6 separate regions of the Mus musculus genome follow, and all the other regions are linked to region 5. The links are chromatin contacts, called in public Hi-C and HiChIP or PLAC-seq maps. All regions are on one chromosome and are shown on one strand. The core of a region is the stretch at or near the end of the contact, and the rest is flanking DNA. Distances in the headings are between cores, read along the strand shown. Region 1 has its middle 19 kb from the start of Pdgfc. Region 2 overlaps Pdgfc (platelet-derived growth factor, C polypeptide). Region 3 has its middle 180 kb from the start of Pdgfc. Region 4 overlaps Pdgfc (platelet-derived growth factor, C polypeptide). Region 5 has its middle 19 kb from the start of A830029E22Rik. Region 6 overlaps Pdgfc (platelet-derived growth factor, C polypeptide).

The links. HiChIP or PLAC-seq counts read pairs in DNA pulled down with a chosen protein or histone mark. Hi-C and Micro-C count contacts between places; a contact is called where the count stands out from the background.
Region 1: a contact with region 5 is called in a CTCF HiChIP or PLAC-seq map of the NIH/3T3 cell line, with 8 read pairs. The contact joins two enhancer-like sites. A contact is called at or near these places in 1 of 15 datasets of contacts at CTCF or cohesin (the NIH/3T3 cell line), 3 of 484 Hi-C or Micro-C datasets (the HPC-5 cell line, bone marrow-derived macrophages and liver), 4 of 115 datasets of contacts at active chromatin or transcription factors (bone marrow-derived macrophages, embryonic limb bud, embryonic stem cells and 1 more) and 1 of 9 other capture datasets (embryonic stem cells).
Region 2: a contact with region 5 is called in a Hi-C map of embryonic fibroblasts, with 6 times the contacts expected there. The contact joins two enhancer-like sites. A contact is called at or near these places in 3 of 484 Hi-C or Micro-C datasets (cortical neurons, embryonic fibroblasts and uterus) and 2 of 115 datasets of contacts at active chromatin or transcription factors (bone marrow-derived macrophages and embryonic fibroblasts).
Region 3: a contact with region 5 is called in a Hi-C map of uterus, with 7 times the contacts expected there. The contact joins two enhancer-like sites. A contact is called at or near these places in 6 of 484 Hi-C or Micro-C datasets (bone marrow-derived macrophages, cortical neurons, embryonic fibroblasts and 1 more) and 1 of 115 datasets of contacts at active chromatin or transcription factors (astrocytes).
Region 4: a Hi-C map of bone marrow-derived macrophages shows a contact between it and region 5, with 14 read pairs. The contact joins two enhancer-like sites. A contact is called at or near these places in 1 of 15 datasets of contacts at CTCF or cohesin (the NIH/3T3 cell line), 1 of 484 Hi-C or Micro-C datasets (bone marrow-derived macrophages) and 1 of 115 datasets of contacts at active chromatin or transcription factors (embryonic fibroblasts).
Region 6: a contact with region 5 is called in a Hi-C map of uterus, with 2.5 times the contacts expected there. The contact joins two enhancer-like sites. A contact is called at or near these places in 1 of 15 datasets of contacts at CTCF or cohesin (large pre-B cells), 4 of 484 Hi-C or Micro-C datasets (bone marrow-derived macrophages, cortical neurons and uterus) and 4 of 115 datasets of contacts at active chromatin or transcription factors (embryonic stem cells and large pre-B cells).

What each region holds. Positions count from the first base shown.
Region 1 is chr3:81,015,294-81,019,225 of GRCm38.p6, forward strand. No RefSeq gene overlaps it. Among named protein-coding and RNA genes, the nearest start is that of Pdgfc, 19 kb to the right of the region's middle. Within about 2 kb of position 2,393, at least 92 of the 459 cell types and tissues checked have an H3K27ac peak or open chromatin away from gene starts, as enhancers often do. A contact at or near this core is called in the NIH/3T3 cell line, where this site is marked.
Region 2 is chr3:81,161,977-81,165,664 of GRCm38.p6, forward strand. The region is part of intron 2 of Pdgfc (platelet-derived growth factor, C polypeptide); the gene reads left to right. Among named protein-coding and RNA genes, the nearest start is that of Pdgfc, 130 kb to the left of the region's middle. Within about 2 kb of position 2,330, at least 25 of the 459 cell types and tissues checked have an H3K27ac peak or open chromatin away from gene starts, as enhancers often do. A contact at or near this core is called in embryonic fibroblasts, where this site is marked.
Region 3 is chr3:81,214,170-81,217,835 of GRCm38.p6, forward strand. No RefSeq gene overlaps it. Among named protein-coding and RNA genes, the nearest start is that of Pdgfc, 180 kb to the left of the region's middle. Within about 2 kb of position 1,427, at least 19 of the 459 cell types and tissues checked have an H3K27ac peak or open chromatin away from gene starts, as enhancers often do. A contact at or near this core is called in embryonic fibroblasts and uterus, where this site is marked.
Region 4 is chr3:81,124,669-81,128,575 of GRCm38.p6, forward strand. All of the region lies in intron 1 of Pdgfc (platelet-derived growth factor, C polypeptide), which reads left to right. Among named protein-coding and RNA genes, the nearest start is that of Pdgfc, 90 kb to the left of the region's middle. Within about 2 kb of position 2,178, at least 11 of the 459 cell types and tissues checked have an H3K27ac peak or open chromatin away from gene starts, as enhancers often do. A contact at or near this core is called in bone marrow-derived macrophages, where this site is marked.
Region 5 is chr3:81,781,085-81,785,039 of GRCm38.p6, forward strand. No RefSeq gene overlaps it. Among named protein-coding and RNA genes, the nearest start is that of A830029E22Rik, 19 kb to the right of the region's middle. Within about 2 kb of position 2,102, at least 126 of the 459 cell types and tissues checked have an H3K27ac peak or open chromatin away from gene starts, as enhancers often do. A contact at or near this core is called in the NIH/3T3 cell line, bone marrow-derived macrophages, cortical neurons and 2 more, where this site is marked.
Region 6 is chr3:81,101,153-81,105,120 of GRCm38.p6, forward strand. The region is part of intron 1 of Pdgfc (platelet-derived growth factor, C polypeptide); the gene reads left to right. Among named protein-coding and RNA genes, the nearest start is that of Pdgfc, 67 kb to the left of the region's middle. Within about 2 kb of position 1,714, at least 141 of the 459 cell types and tissues checked have an H3K27ac peak or open chromatin away from gene starts, as enhancers often do. A contact at or near this core is called in bone marrow-derived macrophages, cortical neurons and uterus, where this site is marked.

The DNA of each region.
Region 1 (3,932 bases), core at 1,143-3,642, 770 kb before region 5:
TTTCTTCTTTGGGGAACTTCTATTCACACTGTGGAATTTGACCAGATATTCTGTCACAATTTGCCACTTAGGAGCTATAAATGCCACTTGGAAACTGTTTTTGCTGAATATTACTGACACATCTTGTGCCAAAAGGCAACAAAAAGCAAAGCCTGGGAGGTAGCTATTGTCGTAAACCTGCAGCCACATCAGGTTTCAGGAAGAAGAAGACTGATTGAGAAATACCTTTGTGTAAGAGTCCAGAACTGCCTGAAGCTATGACAGAATTCACGTCTACATCCAAAATGAGGTCAATTATCAAGCTAGCAAGGCTGGGCCAGTGGTAATCACCTCCTAAGAAGCGGTTTGTTCCCTCAAGCCATCACCTTATAGAGACAGAACTGAGAAAATGATTATAGAGGCTCCACCTTGATTAACTGTGCAAACCCCTTGCCATTTAAACCCAAAGCTCATGCTAGTACCACAGTGATGGACTTAGGCTCACTCTGCCAGAGTAGATCAAGTTCTTTCAGAAAGCAGACATTGAATAAGAACTGTGGAGAAGGCATAAGCTCCCAAACCTGCCTCTAGTGATATCTCCCAAAGGTTCCATAGCATCCCCAATCAGTACCACCAAGTAGGCACTAAGTATTCAAATATTTGATCCTATGGGGGAAACACCTCATTAAATCCACTACAAGAATCCTCATCCATAAATAAAATAAAAGATCTCTAAGGCTACTCTAACACCCTCACCCCTAGAAAAGGGTTAACTTTCCAACTCTTTTTAAAAATTTTTTAATTATTATTTTTTATTAGGTATTTTCTTCATTTACATTTCCAATGCTATCCCAAAAGTCCCCCAAACCTCCCCCCTCCCCTCCCCCCCCCCCACTTCTTGGCCCTGGCGTTCCCCTGTACTGAGTCATATAAAGTTTGCGTGTCCAATGGGCCTCTCTCTCCACTGATGGCCGACTAGGTCATCTTCTGATACATATGCAGCTAGAGACACGAGCTCCGGGGGGTACTGGTTAGTTCATATTGTTGTTCCACCTATAGGGTTGCAGATCCCTTTAGCTCCTTGGGGGCCCTGTGATCCATTCAATAGCTGACTGTGAGCATCCACTTCTGTGTTTGCTAGGCCCCAGAATAGCCTCACAAGAGACAGCTATATCAGGGTCCTTTCAACAAAATCTTGCTACGGTGTGCAATGGTGTCAGCGTTTGGAGGCTGATTATGGGATGGATCCCAGGGTATGGCAGTCTCTAGATGGTCCATCCTTTCGTCTCAGCTCCAAACTTTGTCTCTGTAACTCCTTCCAAGGGTGTTTTGTTCCCAATTCTAAGAAGGGACACAGCCAGCCCCCCTTTATCTGTTCCCTTTCCAAATGTGCCACACTAACTCACTCTCTTTTCTGTGCTCCTCACTGTTACTGTCTGTGATGGATGTGGCTAAGTCTAGTACAGTGGCATTTGTGGATAAGGTGTTTTAGCATAAACCCTTTTTAGTGGGACTATTTACATATCACACAAGTGATGGCACGATGTTAGCAAGGATCTTCCACTGCTTTGGGGCCTTCATAACTATGCTTTCCTGGAGTTACGGAAACTCCTGTTTTGTAGGATATTATGATGAGGCTTTTCCCGTTGTCTGTGAGTTTAGACCAGTTTTCCAAGATAAGTCTAAGGCATGATAGAGACACTAGAAGTGATGACTTAAGGTAAAAAATAAAGTGCTTGTCAACTTTCCAGAAACACAGAAGTCGATGCGCACCCAGATGGGCACTTATGCTGTTCATGCTCCGCTTCCATACCTATTGCATAGAGAGAGACTGACCTGTGATCACCCCCGGTGGACCCAGAGCTGGTAAGCGAGGTGGGGGCAGCTAGGAGCGGAAGAGGCCTCAAGTGCATGTGAACACAATGAGAACGAACTCTAGAGAGACAGCTTTGGTGACATAGTTCATTTAATGGGTTGGAACAAAAGTTACTTAAACCTTTGGGGGGGTGGCTATGAATCTTTAAGATGAGTCATTGGCCAGAGCCAGGTGCTCAGGTTGCCCCATTTGCACAGGAAGGAATTCCAGGTGCCTGTAGACATGACCTTATTAAGGGAGAGGAAGTTTACCTGGCTTCTGGGGGACAAAAACATAGGGACGCAAGGCTACTTGGACCAGGACGCAAACGGGCTGGGGCTGGGAAGCAGTGCTATTTCTGCCGATTTCAGGATGAGATTTCAAGGATTTGGACACCTCTTGACTCCACTCTTGCTCCAGGCCAGTCCTCTCCAATCCCATGGCTCTCTGGCCCTGCATAATTTTCTCAGGCCTTTCCAAGCAGTGGCTGACACTGCTGATTGTGTGATCTCTGGGGCATGAGGGGAATGGTTGCTGGGACTCTGGGTATTGACTCCTTTCTAGAAGAGTCAAAGTCTAGTCTACTGCCGAGGCTGCTTGACAATCAGATCAAAGATTGCAGCTTCTAGGGGGAGGGGCTGGCCCTTGAAGAAATGAGACTGTTTCCCAAAGCTGAAGGCAAGAGCCTTGGAAGCTGGCCAGCTATGAGTCATCAGGTAGGAGTCATCAGGAAAGAACTCAGCCCAGGAGCACAGGAATACAGCTAGGGCAAGACCTGAGGGGCCTTTGTAAAGAAACAGCAGCACTTTATTGCCAGGGCTAAGAAACAGGATGGAGCTGAAGCTGGGGGGAAGGGAGAGCAGAGTGAGGAGTGTCCAAGTCCAGCCCTGTAGAAACTGTTTGGTCACTTGCCATGACAGAAAACCCACATTCATTATTGCAAGAGCACCAATCCCATAAGGACTCATTCTTTTCCTGCCATTCTTGCATGTAGCATCAATCAACGTGATCAGAGGAGGAGCCGTGGTGGTGGTGATGGGGGTGGAGGAGGAGGAGGAGGAGGAAAGTGGACATGGAGAAGGAAGAGAAAGAGATGGTGGTGGCAGAGGAGGAGGAGAAGAAGTAGTAGAAAGAGTAAGTGGAACAGGGGATGTAGTCAGGCTGTCTTTCTCCATTTCTAAACTGTCCAGAGCATGCATGACTTGGGACCCAGAGATGCTTTGTGAAACTGGAATTATGCCACTAGAGAGGAACAACAGTTCAATAACCCTACATGAAACTGTGCTGATATCCAAGAAGGACTGGATGATTGTGGCCTATGCTCAGTGCGTTAGGCAGACACCAATGAGAGAACCCCAAAAGACAGGTTTGTGGAGTATGTTGGCTGCACCATAATTGTTTTTAGCTTACACCAAAACAAATCAACTAATTTTATCAACTATTTTCAGTTGTCAAAGCAAACCTTCTGTCTAAAAACAAGCTTACTCTTCCAAGTTGTATCCAAAGCTGATGATAAAAATGACCCCATAAATCCACAGACCCTAACCATTCAGGCTCACTCACCATCCCAATTACAGACAAAGAGGCAGGGAGATACTATGTAATCAGTGCAGCATACTGAGGAGAATAGATAAAAAAGATTGTGTGTGATCTCAAGTGCATCTTTGGGACACTAGGCTTAAATAAAGGTAAAACAGGAGTAAAGGGGAGGAGGTGGTCATAACTAATCAGTTTTGGCCATGGTATGGTCCAATTGGGCTCTGTTTTGCTTATTCGGGATAATTCCAGAAGTCCTTCCTGCCTGAGTGGGTAAACTGGAACTCAGTAGATAACACTTGCCCCAGGATGCATCCTCTTGATCTTGGATGCTCACCTTCATCGACATTCTGATCTGTCTCCGTTTTCCCAGAATACAAGTTTTAGGACACTGACTGAATGCAAGGGTCCTTGTTTTGCTCTTAGCTACCTTATGATCAATGCTTTATAGGAAAAAAGTTTTCAGTGACTTTTAGGTGGGGCATTGAAAGTAATTTTGGTCTCTGTCTTTGTCCTTTGAAATTGAAAATATAATCAATCCTGTTTGTGGGTTATATGCGAA
Region 2 (3,688 bases), core at 1,080-3,579, 620 kb before region 5:
TGATTATTTATGGATAGAAAACTCCAATGCTGAGAGTCTAAGTAACCCTTCTCTTCTACAGGTGGGTTTTCTCAGATGTTTTATAATGGCGAGATGACTGATAGTATAGAAGTGTGAACAGATATACAATCTCAAAAGGTTTGCTTATTGCACATGTAGGGAGCGTAGGCAAGCTTGAGTGGCAGGCAAGAAACATAAATATGCTTCTCTCTTCTGAGAAATACTTATTGGCCTAATCAGGAAGCTGGCTGCAAAGAAACTTCACATTTGACTTTTACCTTGATGAATTTCCCCCAATAGGATATGACTTTTAGAAGAAGTGACTCAACATATTCTTGGCACCCTCCCCCAACCAATTATTGAGTTGCTCAATAACAGGCTCCTGGAAAATATCAGTGTCGAGACCAGAAAGAAATGCAAGGCATTATTAATGAAGAGATGATCCTATCGATCCAGACTTAAAAGAAAATATGTGTGATCAACACCCCGGTCTATATTTTAAGAAGGTTTAAATCAGTTAAGGCCTGTTGTTTAGGGAGGTGAGCCCTGATTCATGTTGGGAATGTGTCTTAGTTAAGGTTTTATTGCTATGAAGAGACATTATGACCACAGAAACTATTATAAAGGAAAACATTTAGTTGGGTCTAACTTAGATTTTTCAGAAGGTTAGTTATGGTGGGGAGCATGGCAGCAAGCAGGCAGCACGAAAAGCAAGCTCTTTCTTTGGAGAAAGAGCTAAGAGTTCAATATTTTCATCTGAAGGCATCAGAAAGAGACTGTGTCATTCTGGGAGTGGCATGGGTATGTAAGAGACCTCAAAGCCTATCTCCACAAATATAAAGTTCCTCAAACAAGGCCACACCTCCTAATAGTACCATTCCCTCTGGGCTAAGCATCCAAACACATGAGTCTATGAAGACCTCACCTCTTCAAACCAGCACAGGGGGTGTGCAAGAGAAGTTGGTTTTAGAGGTCATATAAAGGTCTACTGATGTCATCTGTAGTAAGCTGATAAGGACTTCAGATTGTGAGATTCTTATGTATGGCGGGGACATAGACAAAATATTTTAAATAAAAAAACATTTGAAGTAACACTTTCTAGCATCTGTATGAAGAAGGTTAGAGATTAGTCACATACTTCATAAGTCCTTCATCTCTTATTTTAATATTCGTCAAGGTATATCAAACATTTAACTTCAGTCTCTGTAGTTGCTTCCCCAAAAGCAAATTACTTAGTCCGAGAAAATGATTAGCCACTAATACAAGATTTCAGACACTTGTGAATATGTCATTAACACTTCCTTCTCAGTTCTGTGTCCAGTAAAGACTACCTAGGTAGGATGTGTAAGCATAAGTATGGTCTCAATTAGTTGTCTGTCCAGTACAGTTTGATAATGTACTGTCTTGGAGACACATAAAGATAGAGAAAGCTAGATCCTAAGATTCAAGTATACCAAGTTTCACATCTAGTGTTAAGTCAGAGTGGGAGACATGTACACAAAGCTCAGTGGTCACCATGGTGATTGTAAGTGAATGAGAAATGGAAGGCTACTAGGATGAAAATTAATTCCAGAATATTGCATCCAATTCATTTCTCCAAACAAAGTCTAGTACCCTCATTTTAAAAGCCACGTGGAGTTACAAATGAAAAAAAAATCTGTTAGCTTGTATTTAATGTGAATTGGAGTGAATAAAATAATAAAATATTTAAGAGAAAAATATGAGCTATTTCTATTTGAAGAGAGTATGTAAATTTGTGTTTTTTGCCAACTACATCTCCTGATATTTGTTTATGATTCTGTTTCCTTATCTTTACATACACTCACCCATTCTCTTATTTAGCTAGCAGTCAAGTACCCTGCTATGCATCAACCAAATATCATGCTATGTATCAGGGATCCAAAGATTATTCAGAGCTTCTTTGACCTCCAGAAACCATTGAATAGCAAAGGAATGTTCATGAAAAAATAAAATTCAAAATTGTGATGGGTGTGGCATAGACCATGCTGCAAAGACGTCACTGCCTCTGCCTCTGGGCTCCCAGATGGTGCTTGCCCCAGGAGCTTCTATTCAGCTAAAGTCTGAAGAAGTGGAAGTGTGTCAACTGAAGTGGAAAGGTAATCCTACATTAGGGGACTTCATATATAGCTTTCAAATATTGGTGTGTAATCCTTGAAAGCTACTACTGGGTATTTTTCTACGTATATCCAGTGAAATGTACTGTTGTGCGGCTTGGAAACCCTGAGTAATAAATCCGGTGACTTAAAGTGCTTGACCTATGACAGGGCCATCATTGCTGGAATTACTGTACCAAAAGATGTGGTCATATTTACCATCTGGCGAAATGTGCTGTCTCGCCCAGGTTGAGGTTCCTAGTGACTAAAGGCTTAAGTAGCCCACAATGACTCAGTTGCCCAAAATCCCTGAAGTAGAAGGAAAGCTGTCTGCAAAATTTCATAGTTTCTCTGACTGAAGTCTGAAGGATAAGAGGGAGCTGTTGTATAGGTCTTACTTCTGGGTAACATGAAGACCTTCTGTTCTCTGACTATCCCTGTGGAGCCTTTCAATGCTCACACCGTGATGATAAACAGCCAATCAAACAGGAGTCATGAAGATATTGTCCCCAAAGTATATATTATCTCGTTAAGACTTCAGTTTCAACTTCTGTATTGTAAGCTCTAGGTTAAATGAAAATATAAACAGTTTAACAATTGAAATTACAGTACATAAGTTGTTAAAAATAGCCATTTATTGTCCCTTAGCTTTAACTGAGCATATGATAATTAGCACAGCTTTTTCAGATACATATCTGAAACATCAGAGTTCAGTTTCTATTTGCTTCTATAAAAATCAGTGAAGTGTTACTGATTGGAAGGCTATCCCACAGCAAAGGGCTTTGGAATTCATACTTATAACTAACATATTAACTAACTAATGATTAGATAGATAGATAGATAGATAGATAGATAGATAGATAGATAAAATTGGAGAGAGAGACAGACACACACACACACACACACACACACACACACACACAGAGAGAGAGAGAGAGAGAGAGAGAGAGAGAGAGAGAGAGATGGGGGAAAGATAGGGAAAGAGAAAGGAAGATATATTCAGAAGTAAAATATATCATTAGTTCTGGATATTTCCAAAGGGAAATTTAGGGCCATAGAAAAAGTGGGGAGATAAAAAATTTTTAAATATATGAATAGAAGTTATAAGATAATCACAAATTTATTTTAAAACTACCTTGTCTCTTCTCTGGGGGGGGGGGATTCTGAGAGAAATCAGCTGGAGCAAAAAAGGGGAATGCAGCAATGTATGGGAAACTGTTAAACCTGCTAGGGTTCCTTGCAGTGTGTGGACCTGTAAAAGGCTGTGGTGGAGTCTGCTATAAAAGCACCTTGAAAGGGTAACACAGAGAAGAAATAGCCAAAAGGAAAGCATATTTCAAATTGTCCAAGAAGAAAATAAAATAAAAGTATTGCAGATAATCCCTGCCTCGGGATCTTGCCTAGGGGGTGAATTATCCAAGTGGGCACTGAGCCTGGTGTTTCTCATTTCTCTTTTCACACCATCAAATATGAAGTAATCTCCTTAGCTGGACTTACAGCCCTGATCACGTCACCTGATGACCAGACCAGCTCCTTTGAGATAAAGCTGTCTGTTTTGTTTCCTTTCTTTGGAA
Region 3 (3,666 bases), core at 177-2,676, 570 kb before region 5:
TGCATTGTAGAAAAACATCTGCCAGTTCACCCTCCCCTGTCTTCTTCTTTCTAATTTCTTGTTGCAATGAAGTTCTTCCCCCCCCCAGTGGTATTAATAGTAAATTCTGATTAAGTAAACTGTATAGGATCTAAAAGTAAAAGATGCATTGTAAAATGTGTGGTGATATAGTATATGATTAGATTAAGTGAGGGGCAGATTCCATAAGTTCCTATTCCTGTCTCCATTTTCTATGGCAACATCTGCAGTATGTAGTAGCTAGTCTATGGATTACCAGGGTATTTCAAAATATAGTCCTTCCATTCTAGGCACAGATCTCTTGGGGTCTGGTTTCTTCAGCACTTGGCTGTAGGCTTGGCGAAACATCACATGTCCAGAGACAGTCTCTCCAGACTGAGCTTGCAAAGAGTACCCATTGACTGTGACCCTGCTGCTGGCAGCCCTGCCCTACCTCCCACCATGTGAGAAACAAGTACACAAATAAACATGTTCTCTGTCTCATTTCTTTAACCTTTTGCCCTTTTGTCCCAGCGCTATAGAGACCCAGAAATAACTTCACCAAGCATCATGGGAAGTGCAGAATATCGGCAGTTTCCAGGTCTTACTGGCAAAGTAAGAACTGTGAGAGATTACACGGAATTACCTACCAGATGTGTTTACCTTGGTATTTCTAACCATTTCCCTTGTCAGTTTTAAAATATTTATTGTTCTCTTTGGTGGTCAAACGTGATCATAAAAGTATCACTCTGTTCCCTACTGCCAGTGAGTGAGGGTAAGTATGAAGCCTGATTGTCTATGATCAATTACACTCATGATGCTTCCTGTGTTTACCAAAGCCAACAGAAGCTAATGCGTTTACAGCACACGTGACCTCATTTTCTCTTAAGTCTTGGAGGTGTTGACTATATTGACCACCAATTATTTTGTATGTTATATCAGTGGTTCCGACTTCTGTCTCTGTGGCAAAGGCCCATTTTGCATAGTGATGCTTATTAAACTGAAGAATAGCACTTAGTTATATGAAGCAGTATTCATGATTATATTTTTTATTTCTGATTCTCATTGTTCCTTTCTCCTTCTCATCAAATACTCCTTATAGACAATTTGGACGTGTGCGAAAGACAAAACAGGTAGTCTTGCCCTCAGAAAATTAAACTGTATCGATAGATTCTTTTCCCCCCAGTGGTTCGCTTTCTTCTCACATCCGATGTTGAAGCTGAGTGAATTTTCTGAAGCTAAGTCCTTTATAATGAACCATCTCACTTCAGAGAGGCCCGGGCTTTGTTTTCATTTCCTGCTTCCTATGTTATTAGCAGACATCACTGAGTGCCTTTTCCTCCCTCACATTTGTGACTACCACACCCCCCAGTTTCTGTAACTGTCTCCTTTCTGGCCCTGCCTCAGAGCTCTCTCCATTCCAGTAAAACAGTCTCTGTTTCCCCAGCCTAATGAGCCTTTGGCCTCACTGCTGTTTGATCTGTCCTCCACACCACTAAGAGCATGGCCCTTCAGCAAAGCTAATGGTGATGGGTAGAGTTTCCCCAGTAGAACTCTACAGAATTCTGTTTTAATCCTCGTATGGCACACCAAATCCCTCCTAAGCTCACTGTTTACCACTTTCCGTTCATTTTACACCATCAAATCTGGCACAGCTGTAGAGAATATTTGTGGGTTTTGAAAAATACCAGCATTCCTTCACATGTATGCTAATGTGTGCTACATTCTCTTAGAAGAACAGCTCCTACACAGACCCTTCTTACTAGCTTCCTGCCAAGTGTCCATTCAAATGCCATTAGTCCCTCAAGCTTGGCTTCATTCTCTCCACTTACACAGGCGTACAGAAATAGTTCAACTATAAATATTGTGGTACTGAGTTACAATGACCTCGTTTTGGTTTCTCATTAGACTCCTACATTAATGGGACTCTAAGCAGGAATCATATTGTTTATTCTTTCACCAATGCCTAATGAGGCATTGAATCAAAGTGGGAGTCAGTTAACAATTTGCATCAGTAAATAGGTGAGATGAGGATGCAGGAGGATAAATGATGTTGAGTGGAACATCTCTGGGACAAGCCCTGGGGCTGTTGAATTCTCTGACCTTCAGCTGAGAGATGAAGGACACAGGAGAAAGATGCTGCTGCTTCTCAGCTCCCCACAGGCCAGACTACTATTTTGTCAGTGAAGCAAGGTTATAAAATTTCCTTTTCTCTCTGTCTGGGAGATTGCTAACTGTGTAAAGTTGTTTGCTGTCCAACCTGACTACCTACCTGAGTTCAAGTTCCAGGATCCAGAAGGGGAAAGAAGTGAACCAACTCCTCCAAGTTGTTCTCTGAGTAGCATATGGGCAGCATCCCTCCCTCCCTCCCTCCCTCCCTCCCTCCCTCCCTCCCTCCCTCCCTCCCTCCCTCCCTTCTCAAATACACTGGTATTCCCCTAGAAGCTCATGCTAAGCTCCGTTCCTGCATCTACCTTGGTCACACTCTGTGCAGTTACTAAATCATTAACTCATCTTTTTAAGGATTGCCTCAGCAGGCATTTGAATCTACACAGGATCCAATTTATTATATAACTCCTCAGTCATTACAGGAAAGAATGTCCAGTATAAATCTTTAAGAAACTGAAAGATGAAGCATATCTCTTTCATCAGAATTTTCTTTTAAGGTCAATAAGTTTATCATTTTAAAAGTTATAGATCTAAGTCTAAGTCCAACTGGCTTGTTTAGAGGAACTATTAAGATACTCTAAATAATCAGAAAAGAGTATGAAGAAACCAAACTGATAGATAAACCTTGAGCATAGGAGTATAAAATGGGCAGATTCAGCTTTAGGGTTTTAGAGCTTACTGCAAAGTCACAGAAATGCTGTGACACAGTTAACAATGTCAGACCCATGGATCAATGTGATAGGCCTGAGAATCCAAAACTAAACCTTAGAACTTGTATTCAGTTGATTTTTGACAGGAGTGACAATCCAGTTTGGTAGTGAGGGTAGGCTATCTAATAAAGGATTCTGGTTCAAGCGAATGTTCACATTCAGAGCAATGTGGATCCTGTACGCACTAAACTCAAAAACCCAAAGGATGAGGCAGTCTTTTATAGCAAAGATGAGACAAACTCAAAGTATAAAAGAAACTATGGCCTGCAATTGGTTCTCAGGTGCAATTGCAAAAGAGAGGAAAAACAGAGAAAGGTTAAACAAGACCATGAAAATTAAAAAACTTTGTGTTTTGATTGATATAAAATGAAATGATTAGTACAGTGAAATAAAGTATGTGTAATTTATATGCTAGACTAGGGTCTTCTATCAGAATGCATAAAGAACTCATACAGCTTAATGATAATGACAACTCATTTGAAAATGAGAAAAGGTCTTGAATAAACCACTTCACATAATAACCTAATGATAACTAACAAACATGAGAAGACCACCAGTGATTAAGAAAATGGACATGAAATTCATAATAAGATGTTCCACACTTCCTGAGATGTCTAAAATTGAAAAAGACACATTCTATAAAGGTCTAAATATATTGGAACCCTGTTACAAAATGTCCTGAGCTTCGGAGCTTAAATATGACTCAACAATTCATTTCTTAATAGATATGCAACAGCCCAATGCCTGAAAAAAGGGTACATAGCACATTTTTGAGAATACCTCAAAAGTA
Region 4 (3,907 bases), core at 928-3,427, 660 kb before region 5:
ACAATATAAGATTGGAAAAGAAGAAAGAGAAAACCTCATCCTGATTAAATTACATAAAGAAAGTTAGATTTATTAAAGGTCAGGAAAGAAAGAAGGGAAGGGAAGGATCACTGGGTAGAAACATGGCTAAAGAAAATGGTGATTTTTGTGAAGTTGATTCTTCTGATACATTGCCGATCTTGGATTTTTTTTATAGATAAGAGGATTAAAAATTTATATAGTTGTATGTTCTGGCAAAATCTGACTACATACATGTAAACCAATCATTATGTAAACATGAATCTATTGATTAAATACATGTTTTGTGTACCCCCTACACTCAGCTACTCCTCTGATCGCTGAAGATTTAACAATATACAAACCAGACTGCCTCCCTTCCCTTCAATGAATGTGCCCCTGAGAAGAAGATGATGAAACACATTCTGTTGAACAAGATAATGTGAGAGCTCTCTATATACACAAGACCTTAAAAATTTAATTTCATATGACAAAGAACTCTATGTTAGATACAATGAAAACAGATCACATTGATTTAAATAGCATTGCTGTTAAGATAAGGTATGCGAGCATTTGGAAGTTAATGGTAGATCCAGAACTGTTAACTGTGGCTGCTATAACTTAAGATAGGACTAACATCTCTAAATTTGGGAAACACAGCCAATATTTAGAATCTGTTCTCAGGTTATTACTGATCACAATAGTGGTGGTTAACTTCTACAGGCCCGTTGCTTTTATTTCCTGTCTTAAATCTGTGATCTGTTTTTGAATAGTGTCCCAGAATGGCATGGGCAACTCCCAGTTGACAGAGATCCAGCAAGTAGCCATTTGTTCATTAGTTATTATGGGCCGTTTTATGTGGGGTCTGTGTATTTTCAGAATCAGTATTCACAGTTATTCAGCTAATATTAAAAGACAAAGGACACAGGAACTAGGGTAAATGAAGGGAGAGAAGCCATTTTTCCTAATAGGTGAATGTAATAATATAGGTAAATAAACCACAAATAATTTTTATGAAATTAACATAATTACTGTGAGTCACAGTTATTTCTATGAGTGAAGTTTTGGGTTTACCCAGGAGAACAGGGAAGAATAAAGGGCCAGTGTTAGCTAAATTATTAATAACATCCGTTGAAACTAAAAGTGTGTGTCTTCAAAGAAATATGACAAGGTACAGAAGTAGGAGTGTGAGCTGTATGGTGAGTGGTTTAAAGAATTTTGGCTCTTCAGCATTGTACACAATTCATAATAAACAGAAATAGTTAAAATATTAAGAGGTGAGATAGGAAAGAATGCCTTTTAATATTATGAAAGCTGTATTTTCTTAAATTAGAAATAAAGAATCATTATTTGGGTGTTTTAAGTTAAACTTTTGGTATAAGTTAATAAAACATTAACAAAGCTTGAAGAACAAGTTAGTTTAGAACTAGCCACATACTAAAGCTATTTCTTCTGTCATTCAATTTAAAGGTGTTTTTGTCTGTCTGTCTGTCATTCTATGTGTATGCATGTATGCAATCTGCATATATGTGTATATATATATATATATATATATATATATATATATATATATATTTCTGTATGTATGCTTGTATGTAAGTACATATGTATGTATTTTGTGTGTACATGAACTCCAATGCCAATGGCATACAGGTAGAAATCAGAAAAAAAATTATGAGAACTCATTTTTTCCTTTCTCTACGTAGGATCCTGGTATCAAATTAATTTTCTTAGCTTTGGGGGTAAGGTCCCTTAACCGCTAAGCCATCTCGCTGACTTATTTACTCATTCAGTTTAATAAGAACAGACAGGAATAGGCATACATGTTAAAATACCTTTACTTCTTCAATTGATTGTTTTGGAAACTATGATATTAGCTCATTATTTACACAAGCTCTTAAACTGACAAACATGTCCAATTGTTGTAAAATATACAATGTTTTTAAAGGCAACAAAACTCTTCAGTAGGAAGCTGGATCACTCTCCTTACATTAAGGAAAAGGAAGCTTACTGTATGAGCAAGAATAATAATTGCTGTTGAAGACAGTTGCAGAAACAACTAAAATGTGGGCTTAGTGACATTTCACTTAAACATTATCTCAACGATGGTCAGTGGAAACAATGCCATAAATGAACGATGAGACATTTAAGGGTGCCTGCTTCGTGAAATGGGGAACCAAACAATGGGGATTAGGAAGTGCAGAAGGAGCAGAGCTCATAAATTGTGCATGTGTCTGCAGTGGGTGTGTTGGATCTCAAGGGGAAAATGCCCTTGTGAATGTGGCTTTGTGACTTAGAGAAGAAGCAGAGCTTCTAATGCAGATAGAAAGGACCTGTGCTGAGGGGCAGTGTTTATTTAAGTCTAAGCAGTGCTTGAGGTCGCTGGGGATTTGGGCTGATGGAAGGGTGACTGAGGAAAGCAGGAGGAAGAGTTACTCCCACATTTAGGAGGAGGCAAATCAAAAGAATGCTTAAAATAGAATAAGAAATGCAAAGTAGGTCCATTCAACAGAGGAAAGTAAAGAGTCAATGATTAGCCAATCACTGGGGTTACTCAATTTGCATTTGGTAGGCTATTTATAGAAATGGTCATACAAAGAGTTGGTGAGGACATGTTCTTCACTTACCTCTCTATTTGTTCTAAAAAGAATGTCATGCTTTTGATTGGAGAAGAATTAGCCGTCTCCTGCTGTAATGTCCCTTATTTTGTAATTATGCATAAACTTTTAAAATAAATGATATATCTTTATAGCTTCTTCTGAACGTTTAGTTTTGGAAGAGAACTGGCCCTGACGCTCAGGGCCTCGTATCCCCATGTCTGTACTCTACCAATGAACTGCCTCTTCAGCCTGGATAGTATTTAAAATTTTTCAATCTACTTACGTTTTAAGAGTGTTTTGCCAGCATCTATATTTCTGTCCCATATACACACCCAATGATAATGGTGGGCAGGAGAGGGTATTGCATCATGTGGAACTGGAGGTATAGACAGTTGTGATCTGTAAAGTAGCCATTGGGTCTTCTCCAAGAGCAGCAAGAGTTATGAACAGCTGAACATCTCTCCAGCCCCATGGATATTTTAAATTGGTGGTAGTAAAGAATTCTTAGGTGTTTTTTCTAATTGAAAACATTTTTTCATACAATCTATTCAGCTTGTACTCCTCCCAGATCCTTCCTACTCCCTTATCCATCCAAATCCATACCCTTTCTTTGTCTGTTTCTCATTAGAATACAAATAGTCGTCTAAAAATAATGCGATAAAATAACGCAAAATTTAAAAAGAGAATAAGACAAAACAAACAAACTAAAAAAATGAGCTAAGGAAAAAGAAACACATATAAATAGAGTAACATACATATTCACACACACACACATGGAAATTCATTAAACACACAAATCTGGTAAACATTATATACACCCAAAACACCTATGTGTAAAACTGCCATTGAATAAGTTTTGCGATGGCCATCTACTGCTAGATATGAGGCGTGGCCTGAACACTGGTTGGTACACCAAGTGAAACTAATGGAGAAAACTAATTCTTCATTTGCATGTTCTTATCAATTGTAGATACACTGGCTTAGATTGTTTAAAAATATTGAAGATACAGTTCTTTCCAGACAGCATGTTAAATACCTTTTCATACACTTGATTATGAGTATGTGAAGTGGTATCAGTTCTCCACAAACACTTGACCCTCTTTCTTTTTAAGGACTTGAGACAGAGTACAAATCCTAGAACACTTACCCATCATGTGCAGGAACACTGTCCCATTTTCAGAACTACAAAACCCAAATGACTATAATGCTACTTATCTTTCCCCATCCTTAAATGAAGAATTTATTTATTATTTTTTATGGTGAAAATGTTAACTTTAGAGAAATTATTCTTTGCTTCTTTTTGGCCAACA
Region 5 (3,955 bases), core at 852-3,351:
CACCCTATTTCCCGCGGTCTCAGGTTCCGCGTGATTGGATTGGGGCAGGCGCTGTGTTCCACTCACCAGAGGTCTTAGGATCCCATGGGGAATCCTGTGTGGGCCCTTGCGGGTGTTGGGCAAGTCCGCTGGCAAGGTACCTCGGGGCTCGAGTCTTATTTTTTCTTTCTACTGAAAATATTTTTGTTATTTTCATGTAATATATCCTAATTATGGTTTTCCTTCTCCAAACAGTCCCAGATCCTCCCTATATCCCTACCTACCCACATCCACATCCTTTCTTGCTCCCTCTCAATAGAAAATAAATTAGCATTAAAATAACAACAATAACCTGAACAAAAACAAACACAAGAAAAATTCACAAGAAGAACAAAGAAAACTCAAAAGAAACATATATTGATGTAGAGACAAACACACTGGCAAACACAGAAATCTCATAAAAACACAAAATCAGATACCAAGTTATATAAACAAAATGCCTACAAGGAAAGGGAAAAAGAAAGAAAGAAAAATGAAAAATAAAATGCTCAGACACATGGAGAAACAAAACCAAATCCAAACAACAACAACAATAACAAAAACCCTCCAAAACTACAATGGGATTTGGCCTGGCCTTAAAAGTGGTTTGTATGCCCAATTAGACACCTTTGGAGACAACTAATTTTCATTATGAGTGGTTATCAATTAGTTATAGCTTCTGGGTTGGAAATGTCAGCTGGACTGCTGGGCATGGTGTCACACGTCTTTAATCCCAGCACTCAGGAGGCAGAGGCAGGCAGATTTCTGAGTTCCAGGCCAGCCTGGTCTACAAAGTGAGTTCCAGGACAGCCAGGGCTACGCAGAGAAACCCTGTCTCGAAAAAGAAACAAAGAAAGAAAGAAAGAAAGAAAGAAAGAAAGAAAGAAAGAAAGAAAGAAGGAGGGAGGGAGGGAGGGAGGGAGGGAGGGAGGGAGGAAGGAAGGAAGGAAGGAAGGAAGGAAGGAAGGAAGGAAGGAAGGAAGGAAGAAGGAAATGTCCGCTGGAAACACAGACGTTATTAAAAAGCGAATTATACAAACTCATAGGTACACATATTTGAATCAGAAGCATCACTCATGGGAAACGTTAAGTTTTGCGTGATTGTGTTTTTTGGCTACCATCTGTTCTTCGAGTTATTTCTGTGTGTGGGATTCACACATCAAAAGTTCTATACAAGGATGCAGTCTTAACACTGTATTCAACGTTGTGCCTGTTCGTTTCCAACAACAGTAAGCTTCACCAGAGAAGCTATATTAGCAAAACTGGCAAACACTAGAAACGGGGCAACCTCCCCTGGAAGGCCAGCCAATGGTCTCTGCTCTGAGCTCATTACTAACTCTTCTCTGGATATACAGTTTTTCAGAACTCTGGATGTACTTTCTCAGTCCCTTTACTAAGTAATTTCTAGATAATTAAACTGATCAAATGATTGTCAGCAACAGGTTTATGAGTACAAGGAAATGCCAAACAAGTAAAGAACTGTGAACAGAAGGCCCTCTCCTGGCGCAGTCCGCATAGTTTTATTCTAATGGGTCATAGTGACTGTAGTGACATGTCTTCTCCCTAGTCCCCAAACTATCACATCACATGGTAAGCTACATGAGGCCCCTGGTTTAGTTCCTTGCGATTCAGAGATGTATAGCAAATAAAGGCTCTTTAAATTATGAATTCTTGTCTCATCCTTGATCTCATTGGGAAACAGATAGAGCAGAGTAGATTTCACTGGAGAAACTCGATATTACGGAGACAATAAGCTATGAGGAATAACTCTAAAGATGTAGTGATAGCATTTAAAGGACGTTGGGCTGCCCACAGGAAGGGCAAACTTGGTCAGGAAAATCCCCTGTTCCATTAGGCCTGAGGCTTGTTTGGGAGGGAGTGGTTACAGCTCCCGGGATGGCAGAAGGGGCTACTGGGGTTTCTGGGTCGAAGCTGGTCCACACTCAGCAGACAGGAAGGAAATGAGCCAGCCTGCTGGGTGCGGGCATTCAGCCCATTAAGCAAAGCCACAGAGGAAGTCCTGGTGCTGCTAACGACTCTAAGCCTGGAGCATTCAGTATCAGTACGCTTCAAGTACAACTTTCTGAAGGTGATCATAGGGCTTGATGTGAGCCTATGAGGTCACCGCGTCCACTGGGTACGTGGCTGGATAAAAAAGCCACCACATGTTCTCACCACACACCCACATCATGTACGGAATAATGCAGCAGAAGCCAGAAGGGTAACGCCAAAGCAAAACTGCTCAGAGGAAAAGCATAAAAGAGAGGAAGAAAGAAAGAAAAAAAAAAAAAATCCCTTTTTTTTCTTCAGCGTGTCTCTTGCGCCCTCTATTGGCAAAGTAGATATCTTGCGGCGTTTACAGAGTTGTTTTGTGTTTGGAAGTGAAATTGGCAGTGTTCTCTCTCGATCCTCACTAGGGGGTCTTGGCTGACACATTTGTAAAGTTAGTCCCTCCATTTTGAAATGGTATTTTTCCTTGTCATCTTGCCCTATCAAATTTGTAAGTCGGAAATTCAGCGTTCCCTTGATGACTCTCCAGCGACTTTCTCCATAGCAAACATCTGCCTCAAATAAACTCTCCTTTTTTCTGTCAACCTCAAACTTATGTCATTATCTGTCCTATGAACGACTATATTTATTCCTTGTGAAAAAAGAGATAAGTGCCTGTAGTTCATGAGACATTTCACTTGGCATTTCAGGTAGATAGATATAATCTGTTTATGTTATTATAATTTAAACTGCACTGTAGAGGTAGAATAACAGCTCTGTCAATTAGAAACATTAGGAATTCCATACAAAAATATTGAAATAATATGATAGTCATGATAAAAATAATGATCACAACAAAAACATTCTTAATAGGAAATTGCTTATAACCTGTCAGTAAGATTAAAACTAGGTAGAGGCTCTCAGGGGTTATCACTTCCAAACAGGGGGGAAAACAATCTCTGAAGTCAAAAGTAAAAATCATTTAAGGCTGTGAAAATTATCTTAAGAATAATAAACATGTGTTTGGAGGGAAGAGGGTCTGTAAAGCCATCCAACCCATGGACCATATTAAGACTCAGAAAACATATTAAAGATGTAGGTATTTTCCGCAAGATCTTTGATATTATTTCCAGTGGTTCCTCGTCTGGCTCCCTTTTGTGAATCTTTTCTGCTAAGCCTCTAATCCAAATCTTGTTCTCCAGGTCTCCTTTTCTATCACAGTCTTGTAACCATTCATCTTTATGTGTTGTTAGAGCCCAGTCCTATCCCCTTCCGAGCTTCCGTCCGAAAGAAGATGCTCAGCCATTCTCTACTCCATTACCTTGTGCTTCACTCTGTGTACCTTTGGGGTGGAGCTCTTTCCGACTCTGAGTCAGCTTGCTTGCTCTGCGGTGTGCTTTGAGGCTACTTGGTGTTTTAGTTAGCTTTTCAAGTACCACAGCACAAACCTTGAGATGGACCTATCAAAAAGCGAAGAGATCTTTATTTTAGCACATTGCTCTGGAGGTTCAAATATAATATCGGGTGGCTCAACTGCCCTTAGCCTCGGATGAGTGTCATGCATCACTATGGACTCGAATACTTTCTGGTCAAGACAGGAAGCAAGGAAAGATGAGAATCCCACAGTACTCTTAGACATATGCAGTCAGTGACTTCAGGAGATCATGCTAGGCCCTGTTATTTTATTTTTAGCATTTCTCAACAGGCCAACCTGGAACCCAAACTCATAACACATGGACTTAGCTGGGAGAAATTTGCGACTAACCCACAAACCTCAAGAACCTGGTAAAGAACTGGAAAATTATAGCATTAGACAATGAGAAATCTGAGCTCCCTGCCACTAGCAAACAGTGGAGACCCTTGCCAACATCCATGAGAAGCAACTATCCCAAACAAATCGTTAAGGTTAATAAAGGCCTAGACATGGTAACTGAAAGGTCATGAGAGT
Region 6 (3,968 bases), core at 464-2,963, 680 kb before region 5:
GCCTGGAAATTCAGTATCTGTATTAGGCTTGGCTTTCTCCTTCATCCTTTGGACTTGGTAGAAGGGACAGACAGCTCTCCACCTGTTTTAGAAGGTCTGGAATTCCTGAGGACTTAGTCATATATCATGTTTCAAAGACCGTACCTCAGACTTTATTGCACAAGATAGTCTTCAGACATATTTTAATGGGAGGGCATTGCCCAAACTTTGTCAGTCAGATTCACATGCAAAATGCAATATGTTATTATTTCATGCTGAGTCTTGATGTCCAGCCCACAGTGACCTTGAGCTGTGTTGATCATACCAGCCTTCAATAGTCAGCAGTTCTCCTGCTTCAACCTTTCTAATTCTAGGATTTGAGTTTGAGCCATCCAAGGCCAATGTGTTTGTTATTTTGATATTTTTTGAGCAATGGTTCCCACTTCCTCACTCTGTAGAACAGATTGGTAGCTTGCCATGAAGCCTAGGCTGGCTTTGTCCTCTGGTGCGTTCTATCTCAGACTACTCCGGGTTGGGGTTACAGGTGTGAACCACAACACACGCATGCCCTTCTTTTCTACTTAAGATTGCACAGGCAATCATAAGGCAGCATCCCTCCTGCCTTAGTCATGGGAAGAGCTTTAGGGGCCATGATTATGATGTTCTTGAAGCAATCAGAAAAAAGCCACAAACCAAGTTAATTACGCAGGGTCACAGTTACAAAGAGAGGTCAAAGAAATGGTGCTAGGGAGTCAGAGGCAGGTGGAGTTTAAGGCCAGCCTGATCTACAGAGCAAGTTCCAGGACAGCCAGGACTACACAGAAAAACTGTCTTGAGAAACAAACAAACAAACAAACAAAAGAATAAACAATCCCTTGTTATTGGCAGTGAATATTAATGGGCCTTCTTTACCATGAATAATGTGAGATTCTCACAAAGAAATCATTTCTGCCCAAAAACCACACCACCTTCTCAGCAAATGGTCAACACAACACACATCTTTTCAGACCAATTTTAAGCCTTGATTTTTTTTGAAGGAAAGTTCCATCTCTCCTATTGCTCAGTAAACATCAGTTTTGTAGAATGTCATGTGTGTGTCCAGGGCTGAGTGTATTGGGGCTGCCTGTGGTTTTCCTGGACTTCTAGTGCCTATGAGTCTGGGGTGAGGTGGGGGGGGGAGGGCACTTCCTGATTTCTCTTCCTTTCAGTTGCTAAATACAGTCACTTGCTGTTCAGAAATCACCATGGCTACTGCAGCAGTTTCGGTATTTTTATCTTTGTTTTATTTGCAGAGCCAGGGTGGAGCTCTGGTCCTTTTGTGTGTACACAACAGGCCTTGAGTCACACCCTTGTCCACTTCAGCTGTTAATTTATGCTTAATGTTTTATGCATGAATTTTCTTAATTTTTATTTGTTTACATGAAATATCTAGTAACATTCTAAATAAAACTTGCTTTGTTCAAATTTGAATAAAAGTTGCTGACTTTATGTTGAAAATGGTTCCTGGAAGGGGATGAAGGAATTCACAGCCGAGGGTACTCTCCTTTACAGTCCAGTCTAGACAGCTGTGTACCCAGGCACAAGACAGCCTTGATCTACAGAGTAGCTTCTGTAAACTGACAATCCTGTTAATTCGTAGCTTAGGAGAGTAACTGAGCATGTGAATCAGTGTGTGCAAGCATCTCCTGTGCCTCTAGCTGTGCATGATGCATTTACAGAGACTGACTGAGAGCAGATGATCCTCCAACAAGCCCCAGACCAATGATGTCTACAGCTAACTCTGCAAGATTTAGACGGCTAAGTAGTTCTTTTAACAATCCTTTAGTGATTCTCTATATGTTTCTAAACAATGTATCTGGTAAACAGGCATTAGACTTGATGAGATGAGTTTGTTGCTTTCATTAATATTTAGGGAATCAGGATCCCTTAATCCCGGTATTTCTTTGAAGTTTGTAGTTAAAATATTACAATCGTCTAATCTCCCTTGTTTTCTGCCAAGGTTTTGGCTAAGCGAGCTTGTTTTGATTCACTCTAATGAAAAGGGATTAATTATTAATGCAGCAGAGCTAACCTTTAATAGGTTTGTGGTGTTTACTGTCTCAGTGAATCAGCACTCAGCTTTTTTTTTTTTTAAATTGGCCTCATTCGCTTTTTCTGTTTCACTCTTCTTTCCTGCTTACTCTGCCTTGCTCAGAGTTCAGTCTCATGCTTGTTCAAAGACACTTATGTGCCATATACATAGAGAGATACAAACATTGTGTATATTTGTGGTGTCTGTACATTTTCCTGTGTGTGCAAATGCACTAGGATATCCAAAGTTGAGGTTGTCATTCCTAGTCCCGGTGTACCTTCCTTATGAATGGATATATGCATGTATATATGCATGTATGTATGTATGTATGTATGTATGTATGTATGTGTGCTAGTCTATATGTATATATTATATATTTATTGGATAGATGTTCTCTCATGTAACCTGGAGTCTATTCATTTGAATAGACTGGCTGACCAGTGAACTCCAGGACCAAGCAGCTCACACCCCAGATTACAGTCTCAAATTGCACAGTTCATGGATTCTATGCTGTGTTGAGTGTTTTCTCTCAGGTGCTCTTTTCCTGCATGATCAGCAGTTTGACTTATCTCTCTCCTTAGAACAAGAATGCATTTGTTAATCACTTTGAGGATCATGTAGGTATTTTTTTAATAAACAGAATTTACTATTGTAAACAACTGTGAGGGTCACTAAAGTTACTTTTTTATTGATTGTTACATATAAATGTATTTCATTTTAAAGGGCAAGGCAGCTCAGTGGGTAAGCGTGTTTACTGTGAAGTCTGAGGACATGAGTTAAGTCCCTGGAATCCACATGGTTGAAGGAGAGAGCAACTCCTACAAGTTGTCCTCTACATACAAAATTGTCAAAAAAAAAAAAAAACCCAAAAAACTAACAAGGACAATACCAAGGGACATACCAAAGTGGATGTGTAAAGACCCCAAGGCTGCAATCTTACAGAAAATAAATAAATAAATGAATAAATAAATAAATAAATAAAGGCAATGGAAGAAAGCTGACTTTAGCAGAGGTGGTCATTTCCAGAGGAGAACACACCTATTGGTTGGTTGTTCAATACCTAATTGTCAGTCCTGAACATGTACACAAGTAATGTTTTACAGACTGAACAAGTATATTGAGGGTTATTTATGCATATGCATATATGCATAATATCAAATAATGTGAAAAAGGAAGCCATGAATTTGAATGAGAGTGGGGAGTTATATGATATTGTTTGAATCACTACAAAAGAAGAGAGACATGTAATTATATTATAATATCAAAAATAAAAAATTAAAATATGTCAGAAGTATAAGAAAACATTTCAAAATATCTTATGTTTTGAATATTGCTAATATTTGATAGTTTTACAGATTGAATACTTTGATAATTGTGTAGCACATGCCACTTTTTATCTTACATCATTACTAGCAGAAACTCTATGTGATACCCAAAACACATATACATAGTATTGTCTGTGACTGACGTAGGGTTTTCCCTATATCACTCATGAGATAGTAGAATCTGTGAGGGGAACATGGAAAATATGCTATGTTGTCTGAGTTCATAGTATGTATACTTTACTTGAGGACACTATATTACCAAAGTGGAAATGAAGATCGTGTGTTAGATGTGACTGCATACCAGTGTGCTTGCAAAATTAGTAGACTTTGTATGAAGGAGCCATGATAATCTTGGGGATAGATAGCAACAACTACAAAAGGTTCACTGGCAAATATGATGTTGTGTCTGAATACAGAAAATTAGCTGCAAAGGCTCTATGCCCCAATATAGAGGAATGCCAGGACCAGGAATGGGAGTTGGCACGTGGGTTAGGGAGCAGGGGGAGGGGGAAGGGGATAGGGGATTTTCAGAGGTGAAGCTAGGAAAGGGGATAACATTTAATAAAAAAGATATATGAGAAAAAAATAGAAAA